2 separate regions of the Nomascus leucogenys genome follow, and region 1 is linked to region 2. Evidence: chromatin contacts called from public Hi-C data. All regions are on one chromosome and are shown on one strand. Each heading gives the region's core, a stretch centred on a gene start, on an enhancer-like site or on the middle of the called end of the contact. The rest is flanking DNA. Distances are from core to core; before and after follow the strand shown.

Region 1 (2,931 bases), core at 241-2,740, 94 kb after region 2:
ACAGTGGAGGTGCCCGGGATCTGCACTTCCTCCCCTTTCACCTACCTGTATGCCTAACCTGGCCTTAGACTGAGCTTTATTTAAGAATAAAATCGTGGTGGTGGTCCTTTTGTCTCTCTGCAGCGCGAGAAGGGTCAGTGTTGCCTCCTGCCATGTCAGGCGCCCCGCATACTCTCAAACACGGCCCCAGCCAGGCTCAGAGCCCAGAGCCTAAAGCCTCTAGCTGCTTTGGAGCCACTCCATGACTCAGCCTCAGGCTATGAAATTTTCTAGTCCCAGCAGCTCAGAAATTTGCCAGGAGTAGGAAGTTTTGTTCACCTGCTCGCCCCTTTTTCCAAGTTGCAGTCCCAGCAACTGCTGTGCGCTGGCAGGGAGCCCAGAGGTCCTTGCAGTTACACTCCTCCTTCGCTGGGGTACCCTGAGCTACCTACAGCAGTTCTCAGATCTAGAGAACACTTTTCCTAAGCAGGGGAGCAGCTGAGTAGACATTACATTACTTCTGAGGTCAGTTCATGAGAACACTGGCCCCCCTCCTGGCCAGGGTCTGCGCCGGCTCCTGGTCCCTAATCGGTGTCATTTCTGTTCTGCCCACCCATGGCCCCAGAGACACCACCTGCCCCAGGGTTGGGATCTGAGCCGGGGACCCAGAGTGTCTTTGCAAGACTATAGGAACCCCTAGGGGAGCCAGGCAGCCCCTTCTTTAGGACACAGGTTTACTCCAGCACAGAGCCCGAGGCTGCTCTCCTGGCCTTGTCGCACACTGCGGCTCCTGACCACGAAGCAGAGGCGACCTGCTCTACCTGGGCTGGCCTTCATCTTTTCCTCATTTTTTTGTCTGTGTAAGCTACTTTGTATCTTGCCTCAGTCCCCCAGCCAAGGATCCAAACTAAAAATACAAGCTCCTGGTGGGTTTTTTTGAGACAGTCTCACTCTGTTGCCCAGGCTGGAGTGCAGTGGCACAATCATAGGTCACAGCAACTTCCACCTCCTGGGCTCAAGCAGTTCTCCCACCTCAGCCTCCCAAGTAGGTGGGACTACAGGCACGTGCCACCATGCCCAGCTAATTCTTGTATGTTTTGTAAAGATGGGGTTTTCCATGTTGCCCAGGCTGGTCTCGAACTCCTGAGCAATCCTCCTGCCTTGGCCTCTCAAAGTGCTGGGATTATAGGCATGAGCCATTGCACTAGGCCAAGCTAGTTTTTTACAAAACTGACAGATGCAGGTAAGAGCAAGAAAGGCAGCTTCTGTGTGGCAGCTGCTCCATCACCTGTCAGCTCATTACACCCAAGTGCCCTACCCAGGGTGCTGAGCTCAGTCGTCCAAGCAACTAATCCCTGGGAGAGAACCCCACAGACCTGGGGAGGCAGAGACTCCCAGGGCACCATCTTGGTGCCGCCCACCCAGGTGCACAGTGGGTGCGGGGATGAGGACAACCTGGCAGCACCAACCCCTGCATGACTAGGACTGAGGCCAAGGAGGCCCATGGCACTCCAGCATCCCAGTTCTTGGGTCTTCAAGGTTGCACTGAGCCCTAGGCTCGTTTCTCCTGATTTCTTAATCTGCAACTGTACAATTGAGGGGCAGTGTTTTGGTCCCCAGGGCCAGGAGTGGGAGACAAAAGCTGCAGGTGCAAAGGGACCAGCACAAGTCACACCAGAAAGGTGTGTTTCTTATCCCCAGATAGCATGTTTAGTAATGGCTGGATTTGATAGGATTTTTAGAAAATAGCTAGCTTGGCCAGGAACAGTGGTTCACAACTGTAATCCCAGCACTTTGGGAGGCTGAGGTGGGCAGATCACCTGAGGTCAGGAGTTTGAGACCAGCCTGGCAAACATGGAAATTAGCCGGGTGTGGTGGTGGGCGCCTGTAATCCCAGCTACTCCGGAGGCTGAGGCAGGAGAATTGCTTGAACCCGGGAGGCGGAGATTGCAGTGAGCCAAGACCACGCCATTGCACTCCAGCCTGGGCAACAAAAGCAAAACTCCATCTCAAAACAAACAAACAAACAAAAACTAGCTGTTCAGGCACACATGGCCCCAGGTCCCACACCTAGTGGAGATGCAAACTTTTCTGCCCTCAATCCCAGAATGATGGGGTGTAATTCAGCTCTAGTTTCAGAGGTGGGACCTGTGGCCCACTTGCAGGTCTCATCCCTGCACTGGCACCACCCTGGGCCTCAGGCCTGTGTTCTCTGCTTCCCACAGCCTTACACCACCACCTGCAGTTAGCGAAACATAGACCCCACATCAGCCAACCACAGCCACAAAGGTTTAATCAGTTTATCTCACAAGGCAGTAACAATGAGGGGCACAGTGGTGGTCAGGGTGGTGGCCCCAGTGGCCAACTCGGGGAGTATGGCCTCCAGAGCCGCTGCCTGGGGCAGATGCTGTCAGGGCACGACCACAGCCCAGCACTTGCCCCACTCAATAAAAGGCTGTAGTGCTCTGGTGGGCTGTGCACCGTGCACAGATCCTCCTGGTGGGCACTGGAGGCCAGGGTGAAAAAGAGCCTCCCGCAGCCCAGATCCAACATGCAAGGTGCTAGATTTCTCGGCAATTCCACAGGGAAGGACAGTAGCCTGTTCCCTGCCCTCTCCCTTGGGCAATGGGAGGCAGGTTGCCAGCCTTGGGGAGGGGCAAGGCTGTGAGGGGCTCACCCCCACCTCCCAGTGCCAGGCCTGCTGTTCAAGCAGAGCACAAACGGGTTCCTCCGGGACCCCTGGTCCTTTTTCCAGGCTGTGGCACCAGTGGAAAGGGAGGGAGAATGGACCCTGGCCCTTGTGTGTACAACAGGAAATGCACCTCAGGACACAGCGGGAGTCGGCAGGAGGGCACAGACCTGCCCCCTGCCAGGCAGAAAATGGGCCTCCTCAAGCACAAAAGTGACCAAGTACAATTTTCAGTTGCTAAAACAAGAAAAGTCTTCAGCTAG
Region 2 (2,702 bases), core at 141-2,640:
ACTCCGTCTCAAAAAAAAAAAAACTAATATAAAAAGCTGTTGAATTTCTAAACGCATTTCCAACTGACCTTAAATTATCAATTGCCAATAGTTTTCAAAGTGACGAATATTGAAATTTCTAAAGTTACTTTGGAATAAGTAAGCAAATATCTCTCTTGGTTATAGATCATCTATAAAATGAATGCCATATTGAAGAAAGCCAAAGTTATAAAACTAAATTTGTGAAACAGCCCTTTATTCTTTCCTTTTCTCTTTTTAGGATGGGTTGAATTAGTACTAAATTTGGGTTTCATAAGGGCGAATTTATCTTTGAAATGGATTTTCCTCCCATCAGGTAGTCTTAATTGCTTTATAAAAATCTAAAATCTAATACAGGTTTGTAAAAAGTAAATTTTTCAAGCAGTTCATTTCCATATGTTCGGCCCAAAAGTAAACACTGAGTATATACATTTGCTTCAAATTAAAAATTGACGACCGGAAAGCATAGTTTTTTTTTTTTTTTTTTTTTGTTTGAGACGGAGTCTTGCTCTGTCGCCCAGGCTGGAGTGCAGTGGCGCTATCTCGGCTCACTGCAAGCTCCGCCTCCCGGGTTCACGCCATTCTCCTGCCTCAGCCTCTCCGAGTAGCTGGGACTACAGGCGCCCGCCACCGCGCCCGGCTAATTTTTTGTATTTTTAGTAGAGACGGGGTTTCACCGTGGTCTCGATCTCCTGACCTCGTGATCCGCCCGCCTCGGCCTCCCAAAGTGCTGGGATTACAAGCGTGAGCCACCGCGCCCGGCCAGGAAAGCATAGTTTTAAAGGCAAAGTCCATGCGGAAAAAGAATTAAAAATCACGAGAACGGTGGCTCACGCTTGTAATCCCAGCACTGTGGGAGGCCGAGGCGGGCGGATCACGAGGTCAGGAGATCGAGACCACGGTGAAACCCGTCTCTACTAAAAATACAAAAAAAGTTAGCCGGGCGTGGTGGCGGGCGCCTGTAGTCCCAGCTACTTGCAGAGGCTGAGGCAGGAGAATGGCGTGAACCCGGGAGGCGGAGCTTGCAGTGAACCGAGATTGCGCCACTGCACTCCAGCCCGGGCGACAGAGCGAGACTCCGTCTCAAAAAAAAAAAAAAAAAAAAAAAAAATCACGAGAACGGAACTGCGATTTGCTACCTCTGGGTTTCCGTTCGCAGAAGCGCGAGGGGCCCAGCGCTGCGGCTCTGGCTCGCTGGGCCACCCCTTTCGGGCCACTGAATGGGGCACGACCGGGAGCGGGTGCTCCTCACACCGAGCGCCCGAGCGAGGACAGCTGCAGCCTCGGGATGGAGCCCAGAGCCCTGCCCTGCAGATGACGCGCCGCTGCAGCTTCGTCCACCCTCCCACAAAATGGCTGCGGGTGGCGCTGGGGATGCTGGGCGGGCACTCCTCGGAACCGGGGAGGAGGTGGGCGGGGCGGGGCGGGGCCGGGGGTGGGTGGAGGGCAGGGCCGGCGGGAGCCCGGCGCTGATTGGCCGGCCTGGCCGGCGGGCCCCCGCCGCCGGTTCGTAGCCGGCGCCGCGGCCTGGGTTGGGATGTGAGGAGCGGCGGGTTCCGGGCTCCGGGCTCCTGGTGGCGGCGGCTGTGAGCGGCGGCACTGCGGCGTAGGCAGCGGGCGAGGCCAGCGGGCGCCGTCGGCGGCCGGCCCTGTCGGCCGCGGCATGAGGAAGCGGACCGAGCCCGTCGCCTTGGAGCATGAGCGCTGCGCCGCCCCGGGCTCGTCCTCCTCCGGCTCGGCCGCCGCGGCGCTGGACGCCGACTGCCGCCTGAAGCAGAACCTACGCCTGACGGGCCCGGGGGCGGCCGAGCCGCGCTGCGCAGCCGACGCGGGAATGAAGCGGGCGCTGGGCAGGTGAGGTTTCGCGCGGAGCTGGGGGCTCCTCATCTGGCGCAGGTGCGTCCCTCAGGGGGCCCCCGTACCTTCCAGCCCCTCCCAGAGTGGCCGTCCGCCCGATCCGCAGCCGCCCCCGTCCGCGCTTGTGTCCCGCATTTGGCCCGCAGCGGCCCCACTCCCGCTCCCTTCCCCAGGCACCGCGGCGGGAGCGTCCTGCCCTGCCCCTGACCCCCTGTGTCCTCCTCCCGCCCTGTCGCAGGCACTCCCAGCCTAGCCTTGCACCCCGACCGTTTCCCAGGGAGGCCGGGGGGGACCCTTACGCTGGGGGCTTGGCGCCGCCCGAAGTCATGACCCCGCGTGGGAGAGCAGGGTAGGGGGTGGGGAGTCCTTGGGAGATCCCTGGACGCCAGGCACAGCAGAGGCGAGAGGCAGAGGGGCCGGCGCCAGACCCTGAGAGCGCTGGGGCCCACTCGGACCTCCTCCTCTTCTGCATCGGGCCCCACACCGAGCGCCCGGGCGAGCGCCTCTCGGGCTGGGCTGCGTGCGCGGAGCCTTACTGGCGGCTCTCCCCGGTAACTACGGTCGGGGGCGTGCGTCACTTAGAACTCGGGGACCTTTGGGGAAGGGCTTCAGTGGGCCGCGGGGTGCTAGGGGAAGGAGGGACTCGGAGCATCGCAGCTGTCGGAGGGAAACCTGTCCTTCGCTCTGCTGGTGGTGGTTCGTGGTACTTGAAATCTGTCCGCACAAGTTCACCTTCTTGGGAATCACCTTGCAGTCCTGAGTCGTTTGGTTATTGGCGTTCTCCCTTTGGGTAGAAGATGAATGCATTTATATAAAGCCACTTTCAA

The links. Hi-C and Micro-C count contacts between places; a contact is called where the count stands out from the background.
Region 1: a contact with region 2 is called in a Hi-C map of a lymphoblastoid cell line, with 2.7 times the contacts expected there. The contact joins the enhancer-like site here to the promoter of ABHD12 in region 2. A contact is called at or near these places in 2 of 4 Hi-C or Micro-C datasets (a lymphoblastoid cell line and an unstated tissue).

What each region holds. Positions count from the first base shown.
Region 1 is chr13:39,844,516-39,847,446 of Asia_NLE_v1, forward strand. The region is part of intron 12 of ABHD12 (lysophosphatidylserine lipase ABHD12); the gene reads left to right. It overlaps PYGB (glycogen phosphorylase, brain form), which reads right to left. Exons shown (of 20, transcript XM_030826579.1): 20 at 2,247-2,931. Among named protein-coding and RNA genes, the nearest start is that of PYGB, 61 kb to the right of the region's middle. Within about 2 kb of position 1,491, the one cell type or tissue checked has an H3K27ac peak away from gene starts, as active enhancers do. A contact at or near this core is called in a lymphoblastoid cell line, where this site is marked.
Region 2 is chr13:39,750,585-39,753,286 of Asia_NLE_v1, forward strand. ABHD12 (lysophosphatidylserine lipase ABHD12) reads left to right here and starts at 1,391. Exons shown (of 13, transcript XM_030826581.1): 1 at 1,391-1,872. The coding sequence starts at 1,682.